Regions from separate parts of the Ovis aries genome. Here region 2 is linked to region 1. The links are chromatin contacts, called in public Hi-C maps. All regions are on one chromosome and are shown on one strand. Each heading gives the region's core, a stretch centred on a gene start, on an enhancer-like site or on the middle of the called end of the contact. The rest is flanking DNA. Distances are from core to core; before and after follow the strand shown.

The links. A called contact is a pair of places that touch in the nucleus more often than the background predicts.
Region 2: a Hi-C map of blood shows a contact between it and region 1, with 2.3 times the contacts expected there. The contact joins the promoter of ZNF41 here to the enhancer-like site in region 1.

The regions. Positions count from the first base shown.
Region 1 is chrX:57,325,277-57,332,089 of ARS-UI_Ramb_v3.0, reverse strand. All of the region lies in intron 1 of ZNF81 (zinc finger protein 81), which reads left to right. Among named protein-coding and RNA genes, the nearest start is that of ZNF41, 51 kb to the left of the region's middle. Within about 2 kb of position 2,974, at least 37 of the 54 cell types and tissues checked have an H3K27ac peak or open chromatin away from gene starts, as enhancers often do.
Region 2 is chrX:57,375,640-57,382,452 of ARS-UI_Ramb_v3.0, reverse strand. It overlaps ZNF41 (zinc finger protein 41), which reads right to left and starts at 3,123. Exons shown (of 6, transcript XM_004023243.6): 1 at 3,031-3,123. All of the region lies in intron 1 of ZNF81 (zinc finger protein 81), which reads left to right.

The sequences.
Region 1 (6,813 bases), core at 1,725-4,224:
CTGCTCCTGGCAGGTTCTGGCAATGAAGCCTGAAGCAGGTTAGACATAATCATGGTTTATAAAATTCTAAACCCAATTAAAAACCAAATGCCAAAACATGATTGAAAGATTATTATACAAAATTGTTACATAGTATATTGATAACTGTATGAACCATAAGCCCTAGATTATGTTTAAAATGATAACAAACAGGGTTGGGAAAGGACATAACAATGATCAGATGTATGTTAGATTCCTTCTTTTAAACAGATTCGTGCATGCTAAGTCACTTCAGTTGTGTCCGACTCCTTGGGGGCCCATGAACTGTAGCCTTCCAGGCTCCTCTATCCATGGAATTTTCCAGGCAAGAATACTGGAGTGGGTTGCTGTGCCCTCCTCCAGGGATCCAACCCATGTCTCGTATTTCCTGCATTGGCAAGAGTGCCACCTGAGAAGCCCCTTTAAACAGATGGGCCTCAAAAGAACCATTTCAATCTTAACTTCGACAATTCGAGAAAAGCCATGTGTTGTAGATTCTGAGATACATGTTCCACATCCTAATAATATTCTGGATCAGAATTTGGCATGCAGTGGATAGGGTGGGGACAGAGGTCCTGGTGGGGCTGGGACATTGGGACTGAGTGTCAGGTCAGCCTGGGACATAGGGCAGAAATATCAGCCAAAGAAAGCTGAGGGGAGGAGAAAAAATGACCAATGTTGATTCTCGACCACTGGGTCCCCTCCTCCCAGCCACCTATCTAGCTGTTGAAGGCAGGGGTCGAATTGGTAAGAGGAAGTGTTAGTGCCAGAGACCTAGCCCCTCCCTTCCAGCTCCTTGGGCACTGCCAGGTCCTGACTCATCCCTCCGTTTATTCCAGTCACAGTGACAAGCTGGAAGAGAAGGACATGTCAGGTGCAGAGAACATGAGGGAGAGGATCTGATTAGGGAAAAGGGGAATGAGGGCAACAGAATAGGAATGGCTTCTGTTTCTCACTGCCACTCCCCCAATTTATTTTGGGGTTACTTTCACCCCATCCACCAGGAAGCTCAGATGTGCTGGGGGGAAAGGAGGCTCTTCCAGAAGTTCAGTAGTTCAGTCAGGAGCTCTGTCTCTGCCCTACTGCAGCCAGAGCTTAAATAAGGTCCCAGGCATAGCCTTTGCCTGCCCCAGTGGTCTAGAAGGGTTAAGACAGAGCACTCCTTCATATCTGGACACAAGATGCTGTTTGTCTTTCTGTACCCTTGTGCGGAGCACTGAGCCAGGACTGAATCCAAATTCCTTATCTGCCATCCTAGGCCTGATATACTCAAATGGAATTTACTTTTAGGAGCTATAGCCTTGGCAGTGCCAGAAAATGATGATAAAGTGGATTGTACACTTTGATATTCAATGTGTATTTTAAAACCTTGCTGGTTACTTTGCTGATATTTTAACATACTCATGGCCATTTAATGTATATTGTATTCCATAAAGATGTACAGTTGACTCTCCACATCTGCAGATTCCACACCCCAAAACTGACAATATTTGAGGGAATTCCCTGATGGTCCAGTGGTTAGGAATCCGTGCTTCCACTGCAGAGGGCACAGGTTCAATTCCTAGTCTGGGAACTAAGATCCCACCACATGTTGCAGGGTGCAGCCAATATGTGTGTGTGTGTGTGTTTGGTAAAATATTCCAGAAAGTTACAAAATAGCAAAACTTGAATTTGCCACTCAGGCAACTAGTTATATACCATTTACTTGTCTTTTAACTTCAATCCCGTCTATTACACTGAAGGCCTCTGTTAACACACGCAGGTACTTTGTACTGCCCATCAGGGCTCAGGGCTCAAGGCCCAGGGGCATGGATCGCTGAGCACCATCAGTGAGGCGAGGAGGAATTAAGGGATGGAAAGCTGACCCCCTCTTTGTCTAATACACATGCGGATGGAAAAGCAAGGCCAAAATGTGAGCATTTTCAAAGCCAAGCATGGATAAATTTCTTCAACTCAGTAGATCAATTGAGAGATTCTTAAATATTTTGAACCGAGAAATGTTAACAGGAGATTATTTCAAGAAGCCTACAGAGTAAGATTTTCAGTTTGGGTGGGTGTGGTTGGGGTGTGTAGGAGGTGGAGATCTTAAGGTAGGGATTCCTGGGCACAGTGGAAAGGGAGCAGAAAACTACGGTTGCAGAGATGGGTACGGGTAGATCCAAGGAACTGTTGGGGTGGGGGAGCTGACAAGGAGTCACTGAGAAGCCCTCATACCCAACTCAAGCCTTGCCCAGGCTCCCCCTCCTGCCCAGACACAGAGCCGGATGTAGCTTGCTTCCTTTATTTGTAAAAAAAGGTTTCATTTTCTTTTTGTGTGAATTTATACATACTGTAGGAATGTGAAAGATCTGTAAAAGCATTACTGTACCTGTAGAAAACCATTATTCATACTTTGGAGGAGTTTTGGTTGTCATTCCCTTTCTGTGTACAGCTAACATTTTACCATGGTGATTCATTTCTTTCACCTTACTATTATATGGAAGTCATTTTTCCATGATGTTACATGGTCCTGACAGACGACTGTTTTAGCGTTTCAGTAATATTTTTAGAGAGACCGTCTACCTTTGGTTTCCTTAATTGATTATTCGGCAACTGTGATTCCAAATGTTTCCCTTTTTACGAATAATGCTTGGATAAATATCTCCACACATACATATCTTTATCTATGCATGCATTATCTATAAAACAAAAAAAGATAAATACAGAGAAGATGGATGAGAAGATGGAAGAGGCGGGGGTGAGGAGGAGGGGCAGAGCAAGGGAGGAGGGTTATTCCTCCTTCTTAAGAACCGTGGTCCCGGGGAGCGGAGACCGCAGTGCGCACGACAGTCACCAGGGCAGCGGCTGCGGATAGGGGCGGAGCCACCAAGAGCCTGAAAGCCCAGGACAGGCCCCGGTACTGCGCAGAACCGGGCGGGGGCCTTGTGGCAGTAGCGCTTAGCTTTGGCTTTGGGCGGTCTCTGGTGCCCCCTGCCGTCCGCGTTGTGAGTCTGCAAAGGGCTGCTGTTCTTAGTGCTCGTTCCCTTAGCCCGTGCCTCCTCCATTTTGCTTCTACATCCCTTGTCTTTCCCTCCCTTCCGTGTCCCTCTCCAGTCTTCCGCTTATTAATTTAAGGCTCCCAACTGGAGGAGCCCCTTGCGGAACTAGCTACCGTCGTTAGACCCAAAGGAGCAGGCAGAGATGGTGCCCGGGTGGGAGGGAACCGCTGGCAACGGGGCCCAAGCCCTTCCCAGCTCGGGAGAGCACAGATCTTGAGCGGAGGCTGCTTGCCACAGGGCTCGTGGCGCCTCCTAGCGGTTCCTGGTTTCTTGCTCTCTGTAGTCCCCGGAGGAGATGCCGTAAAGGATCAAACCCAGGGTATAATGGGGACTGCACCGCCCTGGCCCCAACAGGCCCTCCCGCGGACACAGGAAGTGGGACACAAGGGCCAGAGGCATGGGGTCTCTGAGGTGGGACCTGCCATTGTCAAACATAAAGCAGAGCTGGACAGCAGTCGGACTTCCCTGGTGGTTCAGCGGTAAAGAATCTGCCTGCAATGGAGGAGATCCAAGTTTGATCCCTGGGTAGGGAAGATCCCCTGGAGAAGGGCATAGCAACCCACTTCAGTATTCTTGCCTGGAGGATACCATGGACAGAGGAGCCGGGCGGGCTACAGTCCCTGGCTACAGTCCCTGGGGTTGCAAAGAGTTGGACACAGCTGAGTGACTAAGCACAGTGGACAGTAGTTAAAGTAGGAAAGTGTTAGTTGCTCTTTGCGACTCCTTGGCCGTAGCCCACCAGGCTCCTCTGCCCATGGAATTCTCCAAGCAAGAATAACTGGAATGGGTAGCCATTCCCTTCTCCGGGGGATCTTCCCCACTCAGGGACTGAACCCAGGTCTCCTGAATTACAGGCAGATTCTTTAACTTCCGAGCCAACAGGGGCTTCAGTTAAAGCATTAAAAACAGATTTAATTCAAGACTACTGCAAGAGGGAAAAAGAGACCTCTATATAGTACCAGATTTAATTTTGAATATAGAATGCTGCTGCTGCTAAATCACTTCAGCCGTGTCTGACTCTGTGCGACCCCATAGACAGCTGCCCACCAGGCTCCTCCGTTTCTGGGATTCTCCAGGCAAGAATACTGGAGTGGGTTGCCATTTCCTTCTCTGGAATATAGAATGAGCAAGTGAAAATTATCACCAAGGAGCAGTGGGGGTATGGGTATATCTGTGGGTGGAAAATAACTAAAATGAAATATCTAGGGGTAAGGTGGGATTCTAGTTAAATCCATCTAACGGGATTCTTGGTGAGGGCAGCAAGGGTGATCAGACATCACCTGGGAGATGGTGGAGGATGGGGAACCACATCAGCTATCTGGGGTGATCAGATACAAAGAATGGGGGATTCTGGCTAAATTGACTTAGCAGAACTCTTGCAAAAATTGGACAATGCAGAGATGATCACAGAAGCCCAAAAGTTGATGGTTAGTCATGGGTTAAGATTTCTGTCAAAGTATTTGACCTGAGCCTGGTGTGAAGCAAGTTGCTGTTCTTTCTTGAACGACTTCTTCCCCCAGAAGAAGACGGTAACCACCCAAAGTTCCACCTGTTACTGTGGGAGTCTCATGGGGTCAGTGACTCGCAGACTCTCCAGCTTCTCAGTATGGCAGAGTGGAGAGTGCCCTCCTGGTTTTTCCTCTGTTCCAAGTCCCAGCCAGGACCTGGGTGACTGTGGAACTGTGGATGGAGCAGGCCAAGGGCAGGGAGCAGTTTGGCTTCTCCAATGTCTGCTTTTCTTCAGAAGCTAAAGGACTTCTTGGCAATGAGGCGGAGCTCAGCTTTCTTGAAAGTGATTTTGTTCCCTGCCTGTGTTTAACCGCTGTCAAAAGTGACAGCCAGGTGTAAGGGGGAGGAAGGGGCACGGACTGGCAGCCTCTCTCAAGCTTGCTCTTGGCCTTTGATCCTGACATTAACAAATGTACCTGTCACTTGTTGGTGTTCTTTGTCACCATAGATGTGTTTGAAAAAAGTTTGAAATATTGTAACTTTCTCTATAAAGACAAAGCAAACCAAAAGTCTGGAAGCAAAGAGAATGGTTTAGGAAATGAAAACTGTAATACAGATGAGAAGGGATGATGATATGAATTAAGGCAAGAGCTGTGGGGAGGCAGGTACACCTATCCCACATAAGCGTCCTGTGAATTTGAAGTTAGGCTAGAGAAAAGCAGCCAGCGTGGTGTCCGGCATACTACTTGGTGTCAAATAAGTGCTTTGTTGCTACTTTTCCCTCTCCCTGAGATAAATTCTGTCAGAAAGCAGGCCCATGGGTGCTATCTGTAGGTATAGGCTAGGAGTCTTGTTCTGGCTCCTAATACTGTGGCAAGTTTCCCAAGGGATGTCATGCCCCTTTCAGCTCTGGAAAGGGCTTCTAGAAATGAGGGAGCATAGGAGGTGACCAAATGAGTCAGGCCAGCACACTCTCCTGTCATTCAAGGGCTCTCCTCAAGGGTGAGGATTGCTGTGGGGGCCTCTGCTTGTTCTCTGAGAGGTTCTCAGGCCCTCACCCTCCTGCCCCAGTGGTCCCTCACCTTACTTTGGCAGCCTCCCAAGCCCCTGTGTCTAGCTCAAATTCAGCCAACTACCTCCCCTTCCCAGAAAAAAAAAAAAGTTTCACTCTCGCATGAGGTTTTCCAACATAAGGAGCGAAGTGGATGTTGGGAAACAGGAGGCAGAGACTGCAGAATCCCCTGGCTCAAGCTTTATCCTCCCAACCTGACTGTGCTCTTTCACACAACAATGCAACCCTGAGCTACCCAGGGGGCCTAAGGAGCGCTGATCTCTTCACTTAGGTCAGAAGGAGGGAAGGAAGGAAGACGGGTGCGTGGATGGGAGGAAGGAAGAAAGGGATAGAGAAGGAGAAAGACGGGGGTCTAGAAACAAAGTTTGAAAGGGCTGGAGGAGGGAAAGAGAGAGAGAGACAGAGAGAAGAGAGAGAGAAGGAAAAGAGAAAGAGGGAGAGGAGGAACCAGAACAGGAGGAGGAAAATGGAGAGAGGGGAGGTCTTTCCGATGGTAGCCAGAGAAGACGGAGGTCGAGCGGGGTTCTTAGGTCTCTGGTCCAGCTCTTCCTCTGGATTTACCCACAATGCCTCAGTAACCTCAACATCTCTCTTTAAAAATTTTTTTTTGTCTTTGTGTTTTGTATCTTTTTAAAATTTTTATTGAGGTATAGTTATTGTACAAAATTATGTAAGTTACAGGTTTTTAAAGGTTATACTCCATTTTATTTAGTATAAGATAGTGGCCATATTCTCCCTGTTGTACAACATATCCTTAAAACTTATTTTATACCTAATAGTGTGCACTGCTTGATCTTAATCCCCTACCTGTGTATTGCCCCTCCCCACTTTTCTCTCCTCACTGGTAACCACTAGTTTATTCTCTATGTCTTTGAGTGTGGTTCTTTTTGGTTATATTCACTAGTCTGCTCTATTTTTTAGATTCTGCATATAAGTGACATCATACAGTATGTGTCTTTCTCTGTCTGACTTATTTCACTTAGCATAATGCCCTCCAAGTCCATCCATGGTGCTGCAAATGGCAAAATTTCATTCTTTTTTATGGCTAAACAGCATTCCATTGTATATGTGTATGTGTCTTCTTTATCCATTAATCTGTTGATGAATATTAAGGTTGCTTCCATGTCTTGATTACTGTCCATAGTGCTGCTGTTAAAACTGGGGGGCATGTATCTTTTTCGATTAGTGTCTTTGTTTTCGTTTTGGATCTATAGCCCCAGGAGTGGAATTAACCTC
Region 2 (6,813 bases), core at 1,874-4,373, 50 kb before region 1:
GTGATAACTGGATTGGATAAGAAATACCATACAAAAAAGAAAAAAATTTAAATCAATATTTTTCCCCCATGGAAATAGAGAAATGTGCTATTTATTGTGATGGTGAAATCAAGTGTAAAATATCTAAGAATGAACTTTAAAAAAAGGTCCTAAATCTATAAGAAGAAAACTATAAAATATAGTTTTAATGGTTGCTTTTGAAGTAAAATAAAGTGGTTTTTAACATTCATATGAAAGAATAAATGCTAAAAAATATTAAAGAAAACAACCAAAGAAAGGAAGAGTGAGGGGATTAGCACTATGAAATATTAAAAGTATTCCTAAAGTCACAACAGTTTTTTGAAAGGGAGTAGATACACATACAGAAGAAAAAATTGAGTTCAGAAATATAACATTTGGGAATTTATGTGACAAAAGTGGCATTTAACTGAGTTTGAAAAGGGTATTCATTTAATGATTGGTGCTTCCCAATTTTCTAACCAAATGGAAAATACAAACTTTAATCTCATCTCATACCACACACCAGAATTTTCCAGTTGGATTAAAATGTAACCCTTAAACAATGAAAATTTAAATTTAAGTCATATATTTACTTAAGCACCAAATCAGGGAGAACTCACTAGGCAAGACACGATATTTAGAACTTGTAAAGAAAAATTAATCAGATGACTATTTTTCTAATTATATATGAAGACATGTTTCAAAAATCAAGATATAAAGAGAGATAAAGGGGAAAATTACAATAAATGACAGAAGGTTAATATCCATAAATTAGTGAGAAAGACAAACTACATAAAGGAAAAAAAGAGCAGAGGATATAAAAAATGTTTAAATACATTTCAGTGGTCAATAAATAGGAGATGTTCGGCCACCAGTTGTCAGGAAGATGCACATCAAAGTAAACTACATACTGTTTTGTTTGGCCCTCAGAGCAGAAATTAAAAAAGCAGCAACAATCAGTGCGGGAGATGATTTTGGAGTGAGCCCTTTTATATGCTGCTAGTGGGAGATGTACTTTTACAAAAGTTTTGGAAAATAATTTAACTGAAATTTCAATACATACCATCCACTTTAAGGAACATCCATTCCTGCACCTAATGATCACTCAGATGACAGTCTCTGGCTATAATTTAGAAATCAATAACAAAAATTTCAACTTCGGGGGAAATCAAAATCTCATACCTAAATAACTAAGGGATCAGAGAGAAAACCACAACAGAAATTAGAAAACATTATTAATAAACTATGGTGGAAGTGTTACATATAAAAACTTGTGACATGAAACTAAAGTGTTCTTAGAGAAAAATTCATGGACTTAATGCCTATACTAAAAATTATGGAATATTAATTGAGATAAGGATTCAATTTAGGAATTAAAAAATAGGAATAAAAGAAAAAATCTAAAGAAAAGAGATAATGAAATCAAGGGCAGAAACTAATGACACAGGAAACAAAGATACAGGAGGACCAAGAAGGTCAAAAGTAGGTTTTGGAAACAATCACATCTCAATTCTAAAACCACTGATCACAGCATGGGGTTAATAGGCCCCTCTATCACTATCCACAGTCCCAAATAAATGTATCATTCATCCCACAGAGTCCCATCACTCACACCACAGAAACCTTGACCATCCACCCAATAAACCCAACCATATACCTTATAGACGCTGCAACACTCATCCCACGGCCCTCATCACTCACCTCAAAAACTCTCTCACTCGCTCATTCTGCAATCCTCACCTCACAGGCTCTCTACCATTCACTCTACAGACCACCCATTACTCTCCAAAAGATCCTCATCACTCACATCACTGAACCTCATCATTTACCTCACAGACAGCTCCATCACATAACCTCAGTAATCCCCATGACGCCTGACAGAAGGCCCATGATTCGCGACACAGGACCTCCAAGCACTAACCTCACAGAGCTCGAATCACATCTCTGACATCGGATCACTCACACTACAGTCCCCATTCCTTACTCTACTTACCCCTGATCACTCACTCCATAGACTTCCACTGCTTATCCCACAGACCCAGTCACTTACCCCATCAGTGGCCTCCAAGGAGGCTCATCGCTCACCTCATCAATGCCCCCTGCTCACCCTATAGATTCTGTATCACTGACCGCACAGATTCCCCAAAATTCAGCACACAGACTGCTTATTACTTTCCCTACTGCCTCCATCATTCACCCACAAACCCCTGTGTCGCTCTATGCACCACCTCACAGACTCCAGAGAAGCCCCATTACTCACCCCACAGAGTACCATCACTGAGCAAGAAAGCCATGTCCTAACGCCCCCCATAATTATGTCAATGCTTTACTGCTGCTAAATCGCCATCTCAATTAAACTCAGCCCCAGAGCCCAAAGTGTTGAAACTGCCTCTGTGGGACGCTGACGTTTCTGGATTTCACACTGCACATGCTCAGTGTCGACGCCGAAGCCGCCGTCCACCCCAATTACACCCGGTGCACTCACGAGGTGTCAGTGCGTGCGCGTGTCTGTGTGTGTCAGAGGAGAGGCGGGCTTTCCAATTTTCTTTAGTGACTTTGTCAGACCACTAACATGGCTGTCCTCTTGGGAGTGTCTCTCCGGGAGTCGCCATCTTGGGAGGGTGGGCATCTCTGCGGCTGCGGCACCAGCGGTCCCTCGTCAGACCTGCCTCGGCGGGGTTTCCTGGGAGCCGATCCGGCCCAGAAGGTCGGGCTGCGGCTCCCAGACTCTTCCCTCCTGCGCCGCATCCTCCGCCGTTACCCCAAGCATAGGCCTGGTGTCTTCCCTTCTCTGGGTCCCGGGGCCCCGCCCTCCGGCCGTATCCCCAGGGGCCGAGGCATCTTCACACGTAGTAACTCCCCCTGCCCCCTCCCCTATCCTAGCTAGAAAGACACCTCCAAGCCACTGGCCTGACACTGGCGCCCCCTCCCCGGCCCCCACCCCCGCTCCACTTCCCCAGGTGCGGAAAGGCCCCTGATCCGTGCAGGCGGCTCGCGGCGGCAGAGCCCCGGGCGCCGCTGGGTGCCCACCTGACGGCGCCTCTGTCCACCCGTCGGCTGGGGGCATCGCCCAGCTCTGGCTGTCACCGACCCTGGGTATTTGCCACGGGGGGAATAATACGTGTCAAATTTAGGCCAGGAAGCGGAAGTCGCCCGCAGCGAGAGTTTAACCACTGTGGGCGCGGGGAGCTGAGGTGGTTGAATGCCAGAAACCAAGTATCTGTGCACGCAGCAGTGGTGTGTGTGGGGGGGGGCGGGGGGGGGGCTTGTGACATCAGTAATGGGACATTTCATCCATTAAAACAAGAAAAAACTCGAGTACTCAGGCTTCCCTATTTCCTTATATAAGCATGAAGGCTAAAGCTCTCTTCTGAATAGCCAAGGTTTCAAGGTTTTTTTCTTTGTTTTTTAAGATTTATTTAATATTGGACTGCGCTGGTTTTCTTCCTTGCTGCTGCGGGTTTTCTCTAGTTGTGGCGAGTCGGCTTATTGAGGTGGCTTCTCTGGGAGCCCGGGCTCTAGGCACCAGGCTTCAGTAGTCACGGAGCTTTGGCTCAATAGTGGCACAGGGGCTTGGTTGCTCCTCAGAATGTAGGATCTTGGAGCCGGTTTCCGCTGCATTGGCAGGTAGATTATTAACCACTAGACCATCAGGAAAGCCCCAAGTTCCAAGTTTTGATTTGATACATTTTCATTAGTATTCAGTTTCAAGTGCTAATTTGTAACTGTTTCCCCCTTTTGACCCAAGGATTATTTAGAAATCCAGTGTCAAACTTGCAAAACTTCTCCAAGACTCAAACTTGCCTTGAGCCTCAAGTATGGGACCCAGTTTTCGGCAATGTTTCATTACTTGATGGAAAAGACTGTATTTTCCAGCTGTTGGGTTTAGCATATGTGTTTATTGGTTTGAGCTTGTTAGTGTGTGTGTTAGTTGTGAAATGAAAAATCTCCTGCCATATTAATAAAAGAAATGTTGAAGGAGGAAAGAGAACAGGCTCCATCTTGGGCCGGACTGTGGACTCTGAGTTATATGCCCAGTATCTATGGAAATGACATACAAATAGAAAACCAGACCCCGGGGGTGGAAGAGCCCCAGGGCTCCTACCTAGACTCTCTGTCAGCTAAAAGAATACCCTAATTATTTGTGTAACCAAATAGAATCATAAATTCTATTATGCTTGTTGGGGTATGACCACAGGCCTATTGATAATCATCCACTGTTAACTACCTATGCTTAAGGCATACGAATCATTGGTTAACTTTGTATCTTTCTTTTCATTTGTTCAGACTAGTTTCAGAGAATTTGAGGAGGTGGGTTTGAACATGTACACTTAGGGTGTATAAGGTTTTCACAAAAACTAGTCGGGGTCTTTGGCTAAGAGGAGACTCAGCCTTGGGTCCGCTTTTGTAATAAATTGCACTCCACTATCTGCATTGTCCTTCTGAGTGAGTTTGCTTCCAGGAATGCGAGGCTACGACAATGTCACTGCTGCTGCTGCTGCTAAGTTGCTTCAGTCGTGTCCTACTCTGTGCGACCCCATAGATGGCATCCCACCAGGCTCTGACATCCTCGGGATTCTCCAGGCAAGAACACTGGAGTGGGTTGCCATTTCCTTTTCCAATGCATGAAAGTGAAAAGTGAAAGTGAAGTCACTCAGCCGTGTCCGACTCTTAGGGACCCCATCGACTGCAGCCTACCAGGCTCCTCCATCCATGGGATTTTCCAGGCAAGAGTACTGGAGTGGGTTGCCACTGCCTTCTACAATGTCAGAGCCATCAGCTACTTCTGGCCTCCAAATGTGAATGATCGCTCCCAAAACTGCCATCCAGTGGGCGTTGCCACCCCCCATAGTGATTGCTGAGGAGCTGGAGAAATACAAGAGGCAAGGTGAACAAGGAAACAGATTGGCCCCAAATAGCTGAGGTGCACGTGAAAGGAATGAACTCGGTGAGCCCAGAAGCTTGCATCTTCCCATACATAGAAGGCTAAATTCCTTAACTTGATACCTGATATGTGGTGTTCAGACTATCTGCTCCCTTTGTTGCAAACTTGCATATAGCCTGACTTCCTTTCTTGCCTCCTTGGAGCAGTTTTCTCGGAGCTACTGAGATGCTGTCTCCCTGTCTCAGAGTCCTAAACATTCCCACCAAACAAAATAACCCTCTACTTTCAGATTGTGACTGTACTTTTTTAGTCGACATGGTGTTAGTTGCTCAGTTGTGTCCAACTCTATACGACCTCATGGACTGTGCAGCCTGCCAGGCTCCTCTGTCAATGGAATTCTCCAGGCAAGGATACTGGAATTGCCAAATGGATACTGGAGTAGCCATTTCCTTCTCCAGGGGATCTTCTTGACACAGGGATTGAACCAGCGTCTCCTGTGTCTCCTGCATCGGCAGACAGATTCTTTACCACTAGCACCACCAGGGAAGCCCTTGAGCTATTTAAAATGTGTATGTTCTTCCTGATGATTTTCTTCTGCTTGCTCTCTGAGTTAGTGAGAGAGATCTCCCACTGTACTGGTAAGTCAGATTTTCATTGCACCAGTCAATTTTTGCTTCCTGTATTTTGAAGTTTTACTATTAAATCCAAGGGTATTGTGTTGTTGAATAGATACAGCCAAATCACTTCCCCAAAATATTTTAGCATTTCCTACTCCCACCAGCACAGTATGAGTCCACCAACGCAAATCTTTAGCACTGAATGTTGATGCTCTAATTTTTGCCAATCTGAGGGGTAATTTAACTGCTTTAACTTGCACTACCCTGACCACTTGTGAAACTGAGGCTCTTTTTCTGTTTGTTGACAATTTAGCTTTTTCTCTTTGCAAATCTTCCTAGCCTTTGTTAAGTTTTCTTTGCAGTGATTTGTCTTTTTCTTATCAATTTGTAAGAGCTCTTTGTAAACTAGAGATATTTGTTACATTGCAATATTTTCCCCCAACTCATTTTGTCCTTTGCATTTTGTAGGTGTCCTTTTATCTATAATTAGACAAATGTATTCTTTCATCAAAAATAAGCTTTCTTGGACTTCCCTGGTGGTCCAGTGGTTAAGAATCTGCCTGCAGGAGACATGGGTTTGATCCCTGGTTCAGGAAGATTCCACATGCTATGGAGCAACTAAGCTCATGCACCACAACTACTGAGCCCATGCACCCAGAGCCCATGCTTCACAAGAAGAGAAGCCACTGCAATGAGAAGCCCACACACTGCAATAGGAGTGGTCTCCACTCAACACAACTACAGAAAGCACAGCAACAAAGACCCAGGGCAGCCAAAAATAAACATTTTTTTAAAAAAAAGCTTTCTTTTCTGGCTTCTGTGTTTCCTGCCTTGCACAGACCCCTTCTCCATTCCAAGTACTCCTAAAAAGATAGTCTTAACATTTATTTCACTTGTGTTTTGAAATGTTCTATTTATACCTGTAATCTAGTTGAAATTGACTCTGATGTGTGGTATGAGATTAAGATCAAGCTTCATTGTTGCTGCATCAAATAGAAACAAATCCAGCCTTGGATAGGGAGAGACTAGAAAGAAAAGGCTATTGCAAATAGGGGAAGAATCCCCATCTCAGAAATCTGCAAGCATCTCAAAACCAAACAGAAGAAGGCTTTTCTTTTATAGATAGGATAAGGAGGAGGCAAGCCGAGATAAGCAGACTCTGTGGAAGAGAACCTGCACAATCAGGGAAATGACCAATGGGATCTGACAGGAGAGTGTCCACTGTGGTCAGCCAGTTCTCAGGAGATGCTGAGAAAAGGGCATGTTCCACATTTTTTCTGAGCTTCCTCAGTCTTGAGGGCAAGCAGAGTT